Linked DNA regions of Gossypium arboreum: region 2 is linked to region 1. Evidence: chromatin contacts called from public Hi-C data. All regions are on one chromosome and are shown on one strand. The core of a region is the stretch at or near the end of the contact, and the rest is flanking DNA. Distances in the headings are between cores, read along the strand shown.

The links. Hi-C and Micro-C count contacts between places; a contact is called where the count stands out from the background.
Region 2: a Hi-C map of leaf shows a contact between it and region 1, with 2.7 times the contacts expected there. The contact joins the promoter of LOC108470016 here to the promoter of LOC108460582 in region 1. A contact is called at or near these places in 2 of 5 Hi-C or Micro-C datasets (both in leaf).

Annotation. Positions count from the first base shown.
Region 1 is chr4:98,257,093-98,262,013 of ASM2569848v2, reverse strand. LOC108460582 (OVARIAN TUMOR DOMAIN-containing deubiquitinating enzyme 10-like) reads left to right here and starts at 3,069. Exons shown (of 11, transcript XM_053027385.1): 1 at 3,069-3,728.
Region 2 is chr4:98,603,097-98,608,668 of ASM2569848v2, reverse strand. It overlaps LOC108470016 (indole-3-acetic acid-induced protein ARG7), which reads right to left and starts at 1,660. Exons shown (of 1, transcript XM_017771192.2): 1 at 698-1,660. The coding sequence starts at 1,208. The coding sequence ends at 855.

The DNA.
Region 1 (4,921 bases), core at 1,820-4,319:
ATAGTGTTCATATAAGCTGATATATTTCATTTATTTCACATTTTAGTCCCTCAATTTCTCATTTTCACAATTTAGCCTAAATTACTAAAATTCATCAAAAATTCAAAGACAAAACATGTTAACCCAACATCAAGCTTCCATATACTATCATCAAACTTCATAAAACTCGTAGTTTCATCAATGGATCAACTCAAAATCATCAAAAATTTTTGAAATTTAGACATGGGCTTGATAGAACACTAAGCAACAATCACAAAAAACATAAAAATTATCAAAAACTGAACAAAATACATACCTAAATCAAAGTGAACAGTAGCCAAACCCTAGCTTGTATTTTTCTTTCTTTTTCTTTGTGTTTTTCGAAAAAATGATGAACAAATGGCTAGTTTCATGCATTTTTTATTATTAATCACATATTAATTTATCAATTACTATTTTATCCTTAATGAACATTCATTAAAAATCCACCAACTAATGATATATTTGTCCATCCAATAAGCTAATGGTTTAATAACAATATAAAGGCTCCACATTTAATAAAACATAGCAATTTAGCACTTTAACAAATAGAAGGCCACTTTTACATTTTACGTTATTAGGTCCTTTTATCAAATTAAGCATACAAATGATCAAATTTTCATACGAAATTTTCACACATACTAATTCACATATAATAAGCATGGAAAATAATATAAAAATATTTTTCTGACTCAGATTTGTGGTCCCAAAACCACTATTCCGACTAGGGTCTAAACCAGGCTGTTTCAGTATGCTCTCTGGTCTATTTGAATGCTCAGAATCAACATGTGCATGATAATGCTATTATACAGATGCATGTTCTAATCTAAAGGGTTGAACCTTACCTCCTATGTTAGACGTGGTTTAGGAGAAACTACCTGGGCATCTGATTGGGCCTGAGTAGTGGTGGCCTCCGGATGGATGCTGTCTAAAGATGAACTTTGATGTAGCTTTTCATGCACCTTCTAGGACATCCTACGTGGGAGTTGTTATTTGAAATCACCAAGGAACAGTTTTGGGTTCTCACCAGGTGGTAAGCAGAAACATGCGTTCGATTTTTGCTGCTGAAGCCATTGTTTACCTTAAGGTGGCCTGCTTGGGCCTGGCTCTCAGGTTTTTAGATATGGCTGTTGAAGGCGACACCCTTATGATAATTCGAAAGGCCAACTCCTTTTGGTCTAATACGTTAGTCCTTGGCTCCTATATCCGAGACATCAAGCACTAGGTAGGTTTTTTTTGGCCAATGTGAATTTCGACATGTCTTTCGTACAGGTAACACAATGGCCGATTTGTTGGCAAAGGAAAGATTGAAGGCTGGGTTGGACTTTTACCTGTGTGGGTGTGTTCCTGATTTTGTGCAGCGAACAATGGAGGCTGATCGCCGTGTTGTTTTGCGAGGTGATTGAAGGGGAAGTGGTGAGATCTAGAGGGCATGTTTCATTGGGGTTTCTTTGGTCCTTATAGGAGTGATTGGGGTTTTAGCTGACTTTCTGGTAGGTTTGGGACAACTCTGGTGCCACATCTGTGATTCTTGCATGTGGATTAACGGCTGAGTTTCTTTTTTGTTGGATTTTTGCGTGCTCTGGTTGGTTGGTCTCTTTCTCATTGGGACCTGTTGGCGTTTTAGCTGCCTCTATTGCCATCTAGTTGGCTATTGGAACTGCTTATCGTTTGTTTATTTAGGGTTTTGTTTCCAGAGTGGGCGTTTGTATTGGGCTTTTGTTTTGGTTTGCTTTGTTTGGTTTATTTTCTGTTGGTTTCACTTGTTGGACTTACTGTTTGTTTGTTTAAATGCAAGCCCAATTCCTTTTAAAAAAAAGTATGGTATTGTTTTTTTTTTTAAGGGTGAACTACACAAATAGTCAATTAGCTATTAAAACTTTTTTATTTTAAGTATCCAAAATAAGAAGTTTGTAATTTAAGCACCCACGTTACATAGTTTAATAATTTGGTCACTCTTGTTAAAATCACAAATAGCAAGTTGACGTGACAGTTAAAAAATCGATATAATAACAAATTTAGTCCTCAACTTTTACATGTTATAGAAATTTAACCATAATTTTAAAAAAATTAATCCTTAAAATTTACAAATAATCTCAATTTGATCCTACTTCTAAAAATAAAATACATAAATATTTTTAAAATATAATAATAAATTTAAATTTTATATTAATATTAGTATTAATATTAAATAAAACAAAAATTCTCCCATCCTCGTCCCTCTTCTCTCTTGCATCGGACCTCCCCCACCATTGTCCCTCCCATTTTTTAAGCAACCAAGAATGCCTCTTGAAGAATGTAACTTGGTTGCTATTAACATTCACTATACTCATTATCTCTATTTTTCTCTACCTATATTTTTTCTCTTCTCTGTTTCTTCTTAGAAAAAGGAAAAACAGAAAATAAGAGGCGAAAAAATCTCCCAAAAAAAGTTATTTCAATTCCATCTTTGAGAGACAAAATAAAAAGACTAACAACTTTTCATCGCCTTGAGTAGGGGTGAAGGGAAAGGAGACAAGGACGGTGGTGGGGGAGGTTTGAAGGGAGAGAGCAACGGGAGTGGGGGATTTTATTTTATTTAATATTAATATAATTATATTTATTTAATATTAATATAAATATTTATATAAAATATAAATTTATTATTATATTTTTCAAAAAATATTTATGTATTTTTATATATTTCTTTAAATTTTTAGAATTAAGATCAAATTGAGATAATTTATAAATTGAGAGTTAATTTTTAAAATTATAACTAAATTAATATAATATGTAAAAATTTAAGGCTAAATTTATTATTATATTGATTTTTGTAATTGCCATGTCAATTAATCGCTTATAATTGACCAAAATAATTAACATAAGTACTTAAATCATAATTTTTATTTTATTTTGAGTACTTAAAATGAAGATGATGTATAATTTACAATTGTCAAAATAAAATAAACAAATTATTGCAATTTTCATGCAACTCGTAAAATGTTTGAGTTTACTAGCAAATCCAAATGTGGATACAAATATAAAAACTTGAATAAAAATAAGATGAGGTACCTAGTATGATGTTGATGTGAATATGAGAGAGGACGGAGTTGGACTGTTTTGGACCATTTTTAAATTGTATTTTCTCTTTTTCCGAATAACAACCATTTTAAATTGTTAATTGAAATCTTAGGCAATAAAATTGATTTCAAGGCAAAGGTCAGAACCGTCAAATTCGCAGCAACCTAAGCAGATCAAATTCGCAGCCCTAGATCTCGTAATTGCTCCAATTAATGGAAGGATCTCAAACACTTCATTTTGCATAGTTTTCAACTCAAAAACCAATTATTCGCCGGTCTCCTTTAAAAATTCAGAACAACTCATTAAATGGAATTAGAAGATGCCGCTTAAACTCAACGGAATATCACGTCCGCTCGAAACTCTGATCCAACGGTTGAAAGGGCCATCCGTACGGAATCGGATCGGGACTTGCTTGTCTTTTTAACGCCCGCGGGAAACAACAATTTGTTTATAAATACGTCAAAATGAAGCTGTTTTAGCTTTTTCCCCTTTTTTTATTTATGTATTTTTTTTTCGTTTCAAAAAATTCAACGTTCGATCGTTATCTTAAGTCACTCGTGTACTCCATTGTTTCTTGTGAAATAGTTCCTTGTTTGCTTTTGTGTCTTGTTTTTTCCTTTTGAAACTAAAGTTTCAACCTTCCTGGTTTGGTGAGTACTGTAAATTCCAGATCTTTTTTTTATTGTTTTGATTGAATGGACTTGGAAATGATCACCTATTTCTGGGTTTAATTCGTATTGTTTATTAGTGTTTTCTGAATTCTGGGTTTTTTTCTTTTTCATGTTTTTAGGTTGCTTAATGATAAAGTTCGGATTTTTTCTTTTTAATCCTTGTGTTTCTATGTTTGATCGGCTACATCAAGTTTTCATTTGAATCGACGTGTTTTTTTTTTTTTTTGGAAATTTTGAGTTTTGTGCTTTGTGGTTTCCATGGTTTTGTATATGTTATGAAATCGTGTGTATGAACTGTAAATTATATCCAGGCATAAGAGAAACCTTAAAGAATTAATTGTCGTTTTCGTCATTAAATTTTCAGTAGTTTATTCAGAAATGAAACTCTAAGTGGAGAGCATCTTAGAATTGGATCTAGATCAAAGTGTAAATAAAGAAAGTATTTTTATCTAATTTGACTTCGACAATTTTTTATTTATTATCTTTTAAGATGGTTGCTTTAGGATAGAATAGAATTGATTCCACCGGTAAATTTAGAGAGCTAACATTTTTATTCTGTGGTGCAATGAAAATCCACTAAAACAAACTTTTTTAATGTAGTCCTTTTTGTTGCCTTTATTACAAAGTTATTCTTATTTGGGGTTTTGTCTGAAATGAAAAGAATATCTTTCTCATAACTCCTTTTGGGTTTCTTTTTAGACAAGGTGGTCTTGATTCTTAACTCATTATCAATAGTGCTTACTTTTTTTAAAGATATATTTGAAGGAGAAGGTATCCTCAGATTGAAGAAAATAAATTGATACTTCATCATTTGTTTATTTACAGAATTTTTAGTATCTTTTTGCAATTAATTTTAATTATTTTGAATGAACTTTCACAAAGTATCATCAATACAAATATAGTTCATGTAGAACTTGGTGCTGTATAGACAATTGACTTAAATAGTTTGAAAAAACTAGAGCAAATAGATATGACTACTTAGCTTTCTAGGTTTCCATAACTTTCCACAAAGAAAATGTATTGCTGCAGTTTCTTAGTTTGATGCTTGCAGCAGAGCCTTTGCCCTGTGGTTTTCAGGGTAATTGCAGTTTTAGGATTTATTTCTTCATGCATGAATACGGATATCCAAATGCTTTTTTTTTTCTTTTTATGTGTGAACAAATATCTAATTA
Region 2 (5,572 bases), core at 411-2,910, 350 kb before region 1:
GCTAACACAGTGCAAATGCTTGGGATTCGATTCTTTTCCGTGTTTCAAGGTCACTGCTTGCTAATCTAGTGTCATAATTTGATTCAGACACTTGACGTCTAAAGTTCTGTTCATTCTTCTTGCAGCATTTGTTCCTGAATTTCTAGATGAATCTTGAAGAACACAGTTCGATAATCTTAGCTAAACCTAGAATGTCTGATTCTTCCTCGTTAGTTACCCGCTTTTTGCGTGCATCTGCTAGTTGAACCATGCTTTACTGTTACAGGTAAGTATCATGGACACTGCCCTTGAGACGGGCTCGATGAGATTAAGGAGCCTGCTTCCCCGGTCTCTAGGGCAATTTTCATTGATAGTAATATAATTCTAATCTTATAGCTTTATACTATATTTTTCTTTATTTTGTATGAAATATTGACAACCATGTCCAGCAGACATTTGGATATGGATGTAGAGAAAGAGACTTGAAAAAAAATTAAACATACGTTTAACATATACCCGCATCTACACATACGTTTTGTACCTCAATTAGCTGTTCTTTCAAGTTCCAATGTAAAGTGGATTCCGGAGCTGGTAGGGGTTTGGTGTTGATATGGTATCGTACTGTGTGTTTAATTGGGTTCCATTTAGGCACACGAGCTTTCATATGCCTTGAGAGGTTGAGGCCCTTAGAACCAGAACTTAAAATAGGCAAACAGGAAGTCAAATACTTTTTCAGTGGAGTTACATTTATATGCTACAAAAAAAATGTTACAACGATCTACTCAGTATACTATAGATTAGCGTTCTTATTAGACTGAAACCCCGTGAATCAATCAAGTTTCTAGCATAAAATCCTTTAGACACCGGGAGAGTGTTCAATCTTGAGGAGAGCTAGCGCATCGAACAACTTCGAGGAAAAGGCTTTCATCACAAGGAATGCAGAGTTTGGGGTCTGTGGTAAAATCATATTCATCCTGAGCTTGATCTAGCAATGCCTTGAACAGTGGGTGCTTGAGCAAGGTAAGTTTAATTACAAACCTCTTATAGTTTTCACCAACATATACTACCAAGTGACCCTTTGGCACATCTCTCGGGATTGAACTCTCTTCATTCTTGGTATTAGGCCACTTTGCCCACTCATAACAGTATTCGCAACTGCCACAAGGTATGACTCTATTCCCCATCTTCCTCCATTTGGTAATGCATGCCTTTAGAAATTTCCCCTTCATTGTCTAGCAATATGCCAACATAGACAGAGAGTAGATGGGGGAAAGGAACTTGCACATGTAATCTGAAATGGAGATTTGGGTAGTGAAACAGATGGAACTGAAAGAAAGGATTATATAGCAGTAGAAAGAGAGAGAGGGAGAGAGAGAGAGCTTTTGGGGGGAGCATTAATTGGTTGACATGATATGTAACTAAGGCCTAAGAGGTTATGAGCTTGGGTTGGTCGAAGTCTTGGTAGGAGGTTTAGTGATGTTATTTATTTCTTAAGCTGAAATGTATGGATATTGAGATGGTGTAGCCATTTTTATAGCAGTTGGTGTCTTGATACGAAAGTGTACGAACATGCATGTCATTATATAAAAAAGGGTATAAGAAAATTATTGCTTGTAAGGTCAGACATGAACTCTGAGTGAGAAAGGATGGTGCTTGATCGGTGTGATCTTTCGAAGTTCTCGATGTTAAGACCCCACAAGTTGAGAGTGGGAAAAGATAAGATATGAAAGAGGGATAGGATAAGCTTCTTGGGCAGAGTGTGATTCTCCACTTTCAGTTTGTTGACATACATATTATATATTGTAAATGTTAGTAGTATTAATGGATATTAAATATACACCAGCTTGCCTCAGGCCCAGACTGTCAAAAGAGTGAAAAAAGAGAGCTTTATATGGATCTTTTTCATTGATTCATATAGGTGAGATTTAAATCTCAGTAACTGTATGGAGTATAGACCCTTTGTTTTATCATTGAAGGAGATATTATATATACATCTAATTCATGAACTATTATTCTACTCTCTTCTGGGCTATGTTCTGCAGCTGGATTCGGGATAAGCTTTTGCGTATCTCTGGACCCTTGTCTGTCTGTGCATGCATGTAATGGGCAAAACAAGGAATTGCTGGAGACAAACAACCCAAGTCTTTGCCAGGGATTTAAGGGGAGTTAAAAAAAAAAGTAAAGCGAAGAGGATGGAAGTGGTTATATGGAATTGTACAATGATCCTTAACACCCCAGCCAGCGATTCGTAGTTTCAAACATTCCATACTTAAGATTTGTTTGGCTCCATATCTTACCGACCAAACCAATAGTTTAAATACTCTCTTTTAGCTTGAAAATATCCTTATATTCATTTTTTTTATTGCATTGGATGAACTTCAGAAGTTAATTAATTCCAAAATTTCGGCAAGAATAATAAATTTTAAAAAAAAACTTAGAAAAAAACAGAACAAGGAAAGAGAAATACGGATCATTATTTGTTACATTGACAAAGACAAGTGGAAATGACTCTGTTTTCTCTCAAGTTATTCACAGAGATGATTGAAAAGGACAGCAAAGGGTTCATCCCCTGAGGACTTTAAATGCTGTACGCGTTTGTCTGAAGGCGAAGGGGGACAATAAATCACTCAATTCTGCACATCATTCGAGTAGAGCTTCCTACAGTTTTGCAGACATGGTGTGAGAAACTGAATGTAAGTAAAAAGGACTTAATTAAATTGTGGGACTACTGAAAATTTGACTCCATTTTCCCTCTTCCATTTCCCCCCTTTTTTCTCGTTGGAACTGCGGAATGGGTATTTGTAGAAGCATAGAAGTAAAACTATAAGTATTATTTCCCTATGTCAACAGCTAGTTTGGACTGTGAATATAATACAATATATGCTAGAACAGTTTATAAGTGTTAACTTCATATACGGATGAATAAATCATTAAACTAAGATGATATTTCAAGTGAACAGCTTAAACTGCAAGTATGAATGAATAACCCAATGATTTGATTGGACTGCCCCTTTAATCCGCACATTTCACCCCCTCTTCCTGCTCCAGCATTCTTCTGGTTCTCTTAGCTGGCCTGGCCTGTGTCAGCTTGCCTTGTCTTTTGATCTATTATTATCTTATACTATAAGCCATTTGCTATAATTCCTTCTTCAACTACCTTCCCATGGCTTCTCCCATACTTCCCCATTAATTCTTTCCCATGCTTCCTAGTGGGAAGCAACAAGTTGAAAATATTTTTTCCACTCTTCCTTTGTTTCTTCTACTCTTCTTGTTTTGTAATTTTCTTGATTCATAGAGTTACATAGGAGTATATGTTCAAGTGTCAATGGGATTGTCTATGAGTTAATAAGTCTAATTGTAGTGCTACAAAAGGTTTTTTATTTTGTCAATACAAGTAAATCTCAAGTTTTTCAAAAGATATAAACAAGTTGGTATTGCAAAAGAGTTATAAACAAGTTACAAGTAGTGGATCCTTATGCATTAAAGTCATATTTCTAAAGTTATTCTTAGTGTCACCCCTTAAAGTCATATTTTTAAAGCTATTCTCAGTGTCACTCCTTGAATCGAGACTTAACAAACGTCGCACATCTGTGAGATTCTATCTCATAAATATGCTAGGCTACAAGTAAAAGGAACTAAAATCAAACAAGCTAAACAATTTTTTAAGGAATATCCAATTGTAATTTATAAACATTGATACAATTTGGGAATTCAAAAGTATGTTTTGAAATAAACAAAGTAAGCTAAGAGAATTCTAATAAAAAATTAAAACTTGAGTAGTGATATCTATTAGTCTTGAAAATCGAAGAAGTATTATCATCTAAAACTTTTCAAGACAATGCATTAAATTTAAGAATGTCACTCTTCGGAGATTTTACGTTCACAACCAAAATCCGAATTTAAAAAAAAATAAAAAAAAAGAGAGTACAAATTACTCAGTAAGTAATAGATATTCCAATTGATCAGGTTAAGCAAACATAAAATTATTTAGGCTAAAGTTTTGATTACAAGCATGTATGAAAAAATCTTAGGTAATCCATCATAGTGCAAGTCAAATTTCATATCATAAACATGAATAAAAAAGAAATGAAATTTCTAAGTGTATGTAATTATACATGACACTTCTCGTTTTATAAGCTATGATCACCTTTACCCCAATAACAAAGGTCGGAATCACAATTACCTAATGGCATGGGTCAAGAATTTATCACTATTCTAAATTGATGGTACAGCTGAAATTGGTTTCTAATCATAGAAAGCATATTAATATGGCCAACGTTTAACCTCTATTGACAAGACCGGAATATAGCGTATCAAGTGAAAATTAAAAAAATCCATAAAAATTGTATGTATATAGATGCTATTTTCACGTGCCAAAACATACTTCAATGATTTATATATGGGTTAGCTGTAATACTCCATACGCAATTCGGTCACCAAACTCAAGTTATGAGATGCTACAAACAAACTCGAGTAATCTTATTCAATTTAATTATTAACTAAACATAATTATACAAATGTTAGACATTAAGAATGAAAATAAAACTATATCGAGCTTAAAACTAATATAAAATTTTATTCGAGTTCAAATAAATGAACTAACTTATAAAATTTTAAATCTTTGGATCAATATTGATACCAAGTAAATAAGTATCGATATTTTATAACAAGTATCGGTACAAAATTGTAATAGCGGTTTTGGTCAAATCGGAATAGTAATTTTAGGACCACAAATCTAAAGTCAAAATAATTATTTTATAATTATTTTAATGTTTAAAGCATGAATATGTGATGTTGTGAAAATTTCGTTAAGAAATTTTATCGTTTGAGTGTTTAATTTGATAAAAAAGACTAAATCGCGTAAAGTGCAAAAGTTATGTTCTAATAGTTAAAGGTGTCTAATAGCTATGGAATATTAAAGTGGAGGTCCTTATGTGGTAATTAAACTATTATTTGTTTAAGTGGACATTTATGGACATCTTTTAAGTGATTTTTGTTATTTAATTAAAAGGTTAAATTTGGTCTTTAATAATTAAAGGTTGGTAATAATAAAATAAAAAATCCTATCATCTTCTTTACAACATCTTTCCACCGAAATTTGAAGAAATAAAAAGCCGTAGACAGGGTTGAAGTTTGTCCAAGGAATTTATGCTCCATTAGGTACGATTTTCGTCTCGTTTTTAATGATTTTTATGTTTTTGAGATCGTTGCAGCTTAATCTAACTAGCCCAGGGACTATTTTGCAAAATTGTTAAAAGTTTGGGGATTTTCCATTGATGAATCTATGTGTGTTTTGATGTTTAATTGTAGAAAATGCATGCTTGTTGTTAGATAAACAACATTTGTTAAGTGATTTTTAGGAAAATGTCCAAGTAGGGATTAATTTGTGAAGTTGAAATTTGGTGGTTAAATTGTGAAATAAATGAAAAATGGGCTGATAGGGACCTAATTGAAATTTGGCTAGCATGGATTTTGGTTGAATTGTATGAATTTGTGATTTTATGAAATAATGACTAAATTGTAAAAATATGAAATATTAGGGGCCAATGTGTAAAGTGGCTTTAAAGTGTATTTTGGATTAAATTGAATAGAG